Linked DNA regions of Sus scrofa: region 1 is linked to region 2. A link is a contact called in public promoter capture Hi-C data. All regions are on one chromosome and are shown on one strand. The core of a region is the stretch at or near the end of the contact, and the rest is flanking DNA. Distances in the headings are between cores, read along the strand shown. Region 1 holds the start of NFIX (nuclear factor 1 X-type). Region 2 overlaps NFIX (nuclear factor 1 X-type).

The links. Promoter capture Hi-C pulls out the DNA fragments that hold promoters and counts their contacts.
Region 1: a promoter capture Hi-C map of fetal skeletal muscle shows a contact between it and region 2, with 4 times the contacts expected there. The contact joins the promoter of NFIX here to the enhancer-like site in region 2. A contact is called at or near these places in 3 of 5 promoter capture datasets (fetal liver, fetal skeletal muscle and skeletal muscle), 14 of 47 Hi-C or Micro-C datasets (adipose tissue, blood, embryonic fibroblasts and 7 more) and 2 of 2 datasets of contacts at active chromatin or transcription factors (alveolar macrophages and skeletal muscle).

What each region holds. Positions count from the first base shown.
Region 1 is chr2:66,053,179-66,058,112 of Sscrofa11.1, forward strand. NFIX (nuclear factor 1 X-type) reads right to left here and starts at 3,413. Exons shown (of 10, transcript XM_021083712.1): 1 at 3,293-3,413. The coding sequence starts at 3,319.
Region 2 is chr2:65,972,353-65,976,961 of Sscrofa11.1, forward strand. NFIX (nuclear factor 1 X-type) reads right to left here. Exons shown (of 10, transcript XM_021083712.1): 7 at 2,717-2,839. Among named protein-coding and RNA genes, the nearest start is that of LYL1, 24 kb to the left of the region's middle. Within about 2 kb of position 1,694, at least 27 of the 83 cell types and tissues checked have an H3K27ac peak or open chromatin away from gene starts, as enhancers often do. A contact at or near this core is called in adipose tissue, embryonic fibroblasts, fetal liver and 4 more, where this site is marked.

The sequences.
Region 1 (4,934 bases), core at 2,163-4,662, 83 kb after region 2:
AGGCATGACCAAAAAAGGGGGGGGTAAGCTATGCTGGTGCCAGGAGGGAGAGCAACGGCTTCACAGGGATAGAGGGGGGGCCATAGAGACCCTGGGAAAGAGTTGGGGGGGGCATTAGGGAGGCCCCAGCCTATCCTCCTCCCCTGGAAGGAGTGTGTATGTGACTGTGTGTGAACATTCCACTGTTCCTATGGTCGTAAGACAGGGAATGTCGGCAAACAAGCGCTTCTGAGGGTATGTGTGTGTCTGTGTACATACCTGGGGAGCCAACAGCACTGTGTCTTGTGAAAAGGTGTGTGTCCTTGGGTCTGTGGGAGCAAGTGTTCGGGTGAACACACACTTGATTCAGCCTGTATTCAGCCTGTATGGAGTGTGTCTAGGAGGTATTGTACATCTCCGTGAGTTTATGTCGATATACACATCCTATCTCAAGGGGTTGGTGTGTCGTACGTGTGCATGTGTGTGTGTGTGTGTGCTGATGGGGAGAGAACATACTCCACCGCTTCCTGTGTCCATACGTTCATCCGTCAGTGGTGGTGTGTCTGGACCTCAGCATCAGTGGGTCGTTCAGTCCTCATCCTGGTGGCAGCGATGGTGTATGTGTGTGTCCACGTCCTGGTGTGCAGCTCTGTTTGTTAGGGGCAGGGGCCATCCATCCCTGCCTCCCCTCCACCCAGGACTCAGGTTCATGGCTGCAGTGGGCTCAAGTAGCTCCAGCAAGCACCCCGCCCAGCCGCCCTGGATTTCGATGCTTTTTCCAGAAGGAGATTTCCCTCCCCCCCACCCCCCGCCCGCCCTTCCCCCTCGCCCACAGTGCCTTTCCCCGCCAGGGCCCCGCTGCTCCAAGCTCATTCCTGCTCAATCATTTATTGACTTTAAAATCGAAGCCAATTCTGGTTTGAAAAAAAAGAAAGAGAGAGAGACAGGGAGGCCAGAGAAAGAGTCCGAGACTCAGGGAGATGGTGGGGGACCACTAGAGATGGGGCCAGACCAGAATGAGAGACAGAGAAAGACAGGGACAGTCAAAGATATAGGACAGAGAGAGAGATGGAAAAGGGGCAGAGGGAGACAGAGACAGAGAAAAAGACAGAGATTGGCAGAGCAAACTATGGAAGCAGAAAGAGTTATAAAAACAGAGACTAGAGCCCAGAAATGTGGCTGTCAGGAGGGGCAGGCCGGACCCTTCTGACCAGCCAATAGCAGCTGCCTCCCCAGAGCTGAGGGGTGCAATCCAGTGAGTCCGTGCCCACTTCTCTCCCCAGATGCCCTGGAACCCTTGGGCCTGCAACACAGAACTGAAGCCATGCTCCCTTCTTAGGTGTCAGAGTAAAGCGCTGGCCATCACCCTGAGTCTGGGGGCTGCCCCAGCCCCTTCTAGTCTTGTCACCAGTGGATCAGCTGGCATTTTCTTTTCCAGGGTTCTGTGACATCTGAGGGACAAAGCTCTCACCCAGGCTGACCAGGGATGTAGGCCAGGAAGCCAAGCTGGCGGCCAGTGGGCAAGGGGCCCTCGAGCATACGGTCTTGGTCCCACTAGGCCCTGAACACCAGCCACACAAGCCAGACAAGCATAGCCCCAAAGGCAGCCAGCTAGGTGGGTAGGGTCATGGTGCGGGAACCCAAGATGGGGTAGCCAGCCAGTCAGAGATACAGCTGTCGGAGACCCCACATTGCTGCAGTGGCCAGGGTGTCTGCTCACACCCGCAGTCACACCATGACATGTGCACCTCACCAACACATACACCCACTTCTGTACAGGAAAACCCTTGCACTGGGCCACACATATGTCCATTCCATGTAGGGCTGCCCAGAGCTGATCCACAAGGCCATACACAGACCCCGAGATTGACTCACACACACACAGTCACATCTGTGGATAGAAGAGTGTGGTGTGGGCATTCTATTTGTTGGAGGAAGGAAGCTGACACACACCCCAAACATACCCTCTTGCCCCTCGCCACAAATCAGGCCCGCATTGCGGCCATATTCACGTGGAGTCCCACTCCCAGCCTGGGCACACTTGGAACACAGCTGGCAAGGCTCATACTGGCAGAGGGGACAATTAGGACCGCAGGCCTGGCTTAGAGACTCCCTCCACACAGAGGAAGGCCGTGCTGGCAGGCAGGACTAAGTAGCCCCCAGGTGTCCCCTCTGCGGGAGTCTGGGTTGTCAGCCATAACGTGGCCCTGCAGACAGCGCTGCCAGGGCCGAAGTGGGACTCTGGGCAGCTTCTGTGCCCTCTCAGAGCCTGGGGCCACCGCCGAGGAGGGTGGAGTGGCAGGCCAGGCATACCCAGGGTCTTTGCCGCCTGCCGAGCTCCGTGCAGGGAAGTTCGCTGGAGGCGGGACGCGCTTTTGCAGCGCGCCAAGGTCGGCACGGCGCCCGCTGCTGACCCGACGGCGTGGCCGCAACACGGTCGGCAGCGTCCGAGGCTCCCTCCTGCCCCTCCCGCCTCCGGGCAGCGGGACGGGATTCCCCAGGCCCGCCTGGTCCAGGACGCCGGGGTCGCTGGGGCCGGAAACTTTGCGCCGAGGAAAGTTTTTTTTTGGGGGGGGACGCCAAAACTGCGGCGTCCAGGGTCGGCAAAGAGGCGCGGCCCAGGCTGGCAGCCCGCCCGTCCCTCCCTCCCCTCCCCTGCCCCACCGAAATTTGGGAGCCCCGCCATTTTCTTAGCCCCGCTCCCATGTGAGACCTGAACAAAGACTTTGGGGAGACGCCCGGGCCGCTCCGCCCGCCCGGAGCACCCCAGCGGCACGCAGGGGCCACCGCCACGCACGCTGGCCGCTGCCACCCTCGGGAACCGCTGCGCCCGCCCCAGGGAGCGCCGCCAGACCTAGTCCCCGCACTACGCCCTCGGGACCATCCCCTACCACTCTGTCACCCCGCAAACACTGCCAGCGGCCACGCTGCCCGTGTGCACGCCACAGTCGCCCACAGGTCGGCGGGAGTCCCCCTGCCCAATGCACCCCAGTCGAGCGCGCGCGCGCGCGCACACACACACACAAACACACACACACACACACACGCACTCCCGCTCCACGGGCAGCGCCACGCACACAGCCGGCCACCCCTGGAGCCCCCAACAGGAGTCTGCTCGGTGGCCAGGGTCACACGCGCACGGGGGCGCCCGCACGCGTGCCCGGACTTCCAACCGCACGGCTTGCACCCCTTGGCCGCCCGCGGGCTCACTCTCCCCAGCCGCCGCGCGCCCCCTCCGCCCTCCTGCCCGCGCCGCCGGCCGGCCTCCAGCGCCCGCTCCCCTCCCGGGTCGCGCGGGGGCGGTGGCCGGTACCTGGGTGAGGCAGTACGGGGAGTACATAGCTGGGTGCCCGGGCGGGAGCGCGGCGGCCGGCCGCGGCGAGGGGAGGCCCGGCAGGCGGCGGCCGCGCTCGGGCTCCGGCTCCGGCTCGGCTCCTCCGGCCTCCGCCGCGCTGCGCCCGCCCGGCCCGCGGCCCCGCGCTCGGCCCGGCGCCGCTCCGCGCTCGCCGCTCGCAGGCTCGGCCCCGCCGGCTCCGGGGCCGCCGCCGCCGCCGCCGCGCTCGCCGCTGCCTCTCGCGTCCGCCGCCGCCGCCGCCGCTGCGCGTCTACTCCATGCCGCCGCCGCTCGGCCGGTCACCCTCGCCCGCCGCCGCCGCCGCCGCCGCCGCCGCGCTGTGAAAGTGAAAGTTTAGACAAAGTTTGGAAGCGGCGCACTCCGGGGAGAGGGAGCTGGCGGGCGGCGCGGGCGGGAGGAGGGGCGCGGGGAGGGGCGGGGAGGGCGGGGGAGCGACGGCCGGCGCGCACATACACACATGCACGCACACATGCACACACACACACACACACACGCACTCAGGCACCCGCACGCGCGGGGGCGCACACCGGCACGGCCACCCCGACACGTGCTGGCCCGCGTTCCAACGCAGACACACGCTGACACGCAGTGGGGCTCAGACCCCTCCATACATGTCACGTACAGAACGCATTGTCATACATTCCACGTTCCAACAAAGCACACGCAAACACCTACGCACACACAGCACAGACACACAACCCACACACATGCACTGACACACACATACCCCAGGACTAGGAAAGCAACCCACAACCCACACACTGACATGCACACAGGGCCCACCATCACAAGATGACACTTGTACACATGCATTTCAACAAACCGTATTCAGACACCCAGATACAGGTGTATACACTCCAATACTGGCCTTGCATGAACACACACTGATACACACCAAGACACACACATCAGTGCACACTGACATGTACAGATTCATGCTGACATGATCACACAACTGTATCCTCACACTCTCTAGACCCACAATGCCTATGCATAGACACTCAAACACACACAACACACTCACATAAAGCTGCACTAAAACATCACAGCAGTGGTGGAAAGGTACTAACGCTCTGTCACACAAACACACCATCAGACACCTGGATACATACCAAACACAGGGAAAGCCCTGACCCTGGTAAAGAGTGACACTAGCCGTCACAGCAACACACAGGCACACATACCACACACTTGATTCCCAGATGTATACAGGTATCACACACATGGACCCAGGCCCCTCTCACGACCCCTCATACCACACCACACACACACACACATACACATCCCTGGGACCCTGATCATGGACATACACAAGTCTAGCAGGGGCTACACAGCCTGACCATCAGGGACAGAAATGGGCATTGAGGGCTCAGATACATATACTCACACCCCCTAGTGAGGCTCCATCCCCTGGGGTAGGCCCATGATCCCCCATTTCCAGGGCAGAAAAGAAAGAGAGGAGAGGCTGGTGCTGAGGACCCTGGTGTAGGGGCAAGCGGGAGCCCTTGAGGAACACCCCACCACACACACGTGCATGCACGCGCGTGTGCGCACGCACACACACACACATACACACCCCTGGGGGTGGGTGGGAAGGCAG
Region 2 (4,609 bases), core at 444-2,943:
CGGGGGGCTGAAGACATGGAAAACTGCTGCTCAGAGCGCTGAGGATCCAGAGGATGAGGCAGAAGCAGGGCAGGGACCGGGTGAGGAAAGTGAGGCACTCGCTTCTAGCGTGAACGTTCGGCTGGCGCCAAAAAAACAGTAACATCAAGGTAAATAACATTTTAATGCAATATTTAAAAAAGTCAAATTGGGAAACAGGGGCCCACAGACCAGCTGCTTATCCTTGTAAACAAAGTTTGATTGGAGGAGTTCCCGTCGTGGCGCAGTGGTTAACGAATCCGACTAGGAACCATGAGGTTGCGGGTTCGGTCCCTGCCCTTGCTCAGCGGGTTAACGATCCGGCGTTGCCGTGAGCTGTGGTGTAGGTTGCAGACGCGGCTCGGATCCCGCATTGCTGTGGCTCTGGCGTAGGCCGGTGGCTACAGCTCCGATTCGACCCCTAGCCTGGGAACCTCCATATGCCGCGGGAGCGGCCCAAGAAATAGCAACAACAACAACAACAAAAAAAAAGTTTGATTGGAACCAGGGCCAGAGTTAGGGTGAGAGGAATGAGGCAGGGTCATGCAAGTACAGTTCTGTCTTTTATTTATTAAAATATTGATATTTGCTCATTGTATATATATTTGGGCCGTGCCTGTGGCATGCGGAAGTTCTCCGGCCAGGGACTGCACCCATGCCATAGCAGCAACCCAAGCCACGGCAGTGACAATACTTCACTGTGCATTTTTTCCAATAGGATTTTTTGTTTGTTTGTTTGTTTTGGCCTTGGCATGCAGTCACTTGATGTGGGAATCTCAATTCCCAGACCAGGGACTGAACCTGGGCTGCAGCGGTGAAAGCATCAAATCCCAGCCACTAGACCACCAGGGAGCTCCCACAACAGTTTTAGTTTTTAGAAATATTGCATTAAATATCACTTATCTTGATGACTGAGGTTTTTGGTGCCCCCTGACATTTTGAGCCAAGGTGAGTGAGGCACTCTGGTCCAAGGCCTGGGTGGGAGCCTTGATGAGGAATGAGAGGAGGCAGACAGTTTGGTGGGCTCTGGATAAACACACAGCCCTGGAGTTCCCGTTGTGGTGCAGCAGAAATGAATCCGACTACAAACCATGAGGTTGTGTGTTCGATCCCTGGCCTTGCTCAGTGGGTTAAGGATCTGGCGTTGCCGTGAGCTGTCGGTGTAGGTCGCAGACACAGCTCGGATCTGGCGTTGCTGTGGCTGTGGTACAGGCTGGCAGCTGTAGCTCCGATTCAGCCTCTAGCCTGGGAACCTCCACATGCTGTGGGTACAGCCCCCCCCCCAAAAAAAACCAAAAACAACCCCCCCCCACAGCCCTGTGCCGGGGCAGGAGGGGCCTCTGCAGCGCACACGCATGTCTCCCATGTGCACGTGGGTGTGCACCTGGCTGCTGCTGCCTAGGCCACATTCTTATGCGCTCAGCTCCATCACTTGTACACACGTTCTCGAACGTATGACTCCCACCCCGGAGCAGGCCCCAGCTCTCCCCCCCGCCAAGTCCTCCCCATCCTGTCTGTTTCTAATCAGCTTACTCTTGCTCTCAGTTTCATTAGGAGGCTGAAGGAACTTGGCTTCTCTCTGGAGTTCATAAAAGCTGAGTGGAGCAGGGCCTGCTGCCCTCCCGCTGCCTGTGCAGAGGGCCTGGGCTCCCTGCCCCCACCTTGCGGCCGCCACGCCCTGCCCCGCTGCTGCCGGCTGCCTCTGGGCTCCCAGCCAGGAGGCCCTGAGGAAGAAGCCAGGAGGGTAAACCTCACTGTTCTCCGTGTCCTATAGAAGGGCCTAGGAGACAGCGGGTGGACACAGGGCAATGTTCAGAAAAAGTCCAGGCCTCCTTCTGCCAGATGGGTGCCAAGAGAGGGAAGCAGCAAGTGAGCGAGCAGCAGGCCGAGAACCCAGCTCCCATTGCTTCCTGCCTGAGTCCAGCCTCTCAGAACATGGCAGTGTCCTCCCCTCAAGCACTCTCTCTGTGGGACTGAAGCAAGAGAGCCCCTAAAGCTGTGGGATCGGCTTCTTCCCCTGGAAAGCGGCCCAGCTGCCACCTTCCCCTTGGCTTAGCCCTTCACTTCTGGAAAAGAGCAGAGAGGCCTAGAGAAGGGAGCCTGGGCTCCTACTAGGGCTCCTCTCAATCTGTGCCCCACACCAACCTGGGCTGATGCTGGGAAAACACCAGAACTGACCCTGGGCTCTGTCAGGAGCTGAGAGAGAAGAGCTGAAAAGAGGGCAGAGTGAGAAGGCTGTGCTTTTCTATTCACAGCCAGCAGAGTGGGGGAAAGGAGAACGGGGGCCTCTGCCACACAGCACACGTGTGTGCACACATCCACACTCACACACAGGTGCACACATGCATCCAATGCATGCACACAGCGCCCATGCACGCACATAAGTGAACACACATACTCATGTGCACACGCTGCACACAAGCAAGCACGCACGCACCCATGCACAGGGGGTGTGAGAGGCAAGTGAGAGAGTGCTCAGGAACAAGATGAGGTGGCCCAAAAGGCCGGCCTGATTCTGGAGGAGGTGCTGCTGTGGAGGGAGGGCCCGTTCCCATGCCCACCCAATGTCATACCATGGCCCATTCAGAGAGCTTGGGGCTGTCACTCAGGGTCAGCTCTAGCCCCTTGGCCTGGCCAGCTGCCCCTCAGGGCACCTCCACCACCCCCACTGCCCCCCTCCGGGCCCTCCATTTCTCACCTGGTCTGACTCCAGCAAGCACAGGCAGCGGGTGGTGAGTGAAAGCCATGCGCGGGGAGCTGCCCTGAGAGGAGAGGGCACTGCAGAAGTCCAGCTTTCCTGACTTCTTTAGAGAAGCCGGGCCTGGGGGGAGGAATCAGCAACACAGGGCAGGTTTAGCTGGGCTGGGGAGGGAGCAGGGGAAGGCGGGAAGCAGCAGCTCATTCCTTCTCTTCTCAGGCCCCCTCCCAGCTGCCCCTTCCCCCACCAGGCCCCCTCCTGCATCCTTTGCCAGTTTATGGCTCTGTTTCTCAGGCCCCAAGTGCAGACCATCCACCTGGCGTGGGTGCCGCTGACAGGAGAGGAAAATAAGGCCCTTCGGTGCACTGAACAGGGAGTGAGGAAGGGGGCCCATCTTGCCCCCCAGCAAGCAGATAAGGAGCTCAAGGAGCATAGAATGAAAAGCAGGGATGCAGGGTCACAGGGCAGGGAAGGTGTGCAGGGGGAGCCCCGGAGAGCCAGCTTCAGAGTGCAGGGGGTGGGGGGCCCTCACTCTGAGGAGGGACAGGCTGAGGTCTGCTCCTCAGGGCCCTGGGCTATGAGAGATTTTTTTGGTTCGTTCTGTTTTGTTTGCCATTTCTAGGGCCACTTCTGTGGCATATGAAGGTTCCCAGGCTAGGGGTCTAATCGGAGCGCTGTAGCCACTGGCCTATACCACAGCCACAGCAACGCAGGATCCGAGCCGCGTCTGCGACCTACACCACAGATCATGGCAACACCGGATCCTTAACCCACTAAGAAAGGCCAGGGATCGAACCCGCAACCTCATGGTTCCTAGTTGGATTCGTTAACCACTGCACCATGACGGGAACTCCCCTATGGGAGGTTCTGATGGGAAGAAACCAGGGCTCCTTATGGGAAGGGAAAGCACAGGTCCCTGGGAGGGACCACAGTGGAGATACAACATCTGACAAGAGAGCAGGGAGGAGGCTGGGGCAGAGCTAGACAGGAAAGGATGCCCTCAGCCAGGGGACCCAGAGGCTGGACTGTCACAGGATGGGTCATTGCTCTGTTCCCAGAGATGGGTGGCATTCAGCAGGAGACAGGGACACAGAAAACACCCATTTAACCTCTGCTTCTAGGAGCCTGGTGTTGCCAACCAAGATCATCTCTGTGCCTAGTGAGCATCTAAGATGCTATGACAAGGCAGGGCCCCCAGGCCAAGTCCCCTAGGGAAGCTTGTCTCCTGTCCTGGGCTGAGCCTTGAGGCTGTGCCCAGGTTAGGGAGGGATAAGGTGGAGTCGGGGCGGGGGGGGGGGCAGATCTCCAGAGCTGCCACCTTTGGGACACAAAGTGAATTGGTTTGGGTGGGTGGGGAGCTGCAGAACAGAGAAATAAGAGCTGTCTTAACCACAGAGGGAAGAGGTGGGGGAAGGGCGAACTCCCAGCAGCCAGCAGAGGTGTTATCTGGTGGCAGCTGTGTGCCACCTGATAGCTGGCACGATGGGGGGGGGGCAGAGCACCCCCACCAGCTGTGCACAGCTGTCCCCACGGCCGCACAGCGCCTCCCCAGCTGTTCCCAGTCCTGCAGCTGGGCTGCTTAATTGGCGATTTGTCCCAGAACAGGGAAACAACATAGGGTTGGTGGGAGGAGGGGGTGAGTGTGGAGGGAGAGAGGGGAAAGCGAGCGGGCTGGGGGTGCTGCGGGAGGATGTTGGGGGCTGTGTGCGAGGCAGGATTGTTGGAAGGAGCAGAGATGGCGGGCTCAACAGCAGACAGCCAAGAAAGGAGAGAGCGGGAACTGAGGTGGGGAGGGCTCCTCAGGAACCAGGTCTGGGCAGAGGGACCTGGGGGCCTGTGCCCTCGGAGCCAGCTGTGGCACATGAGTCCTGGAGGGAACACCTAACTGACGCC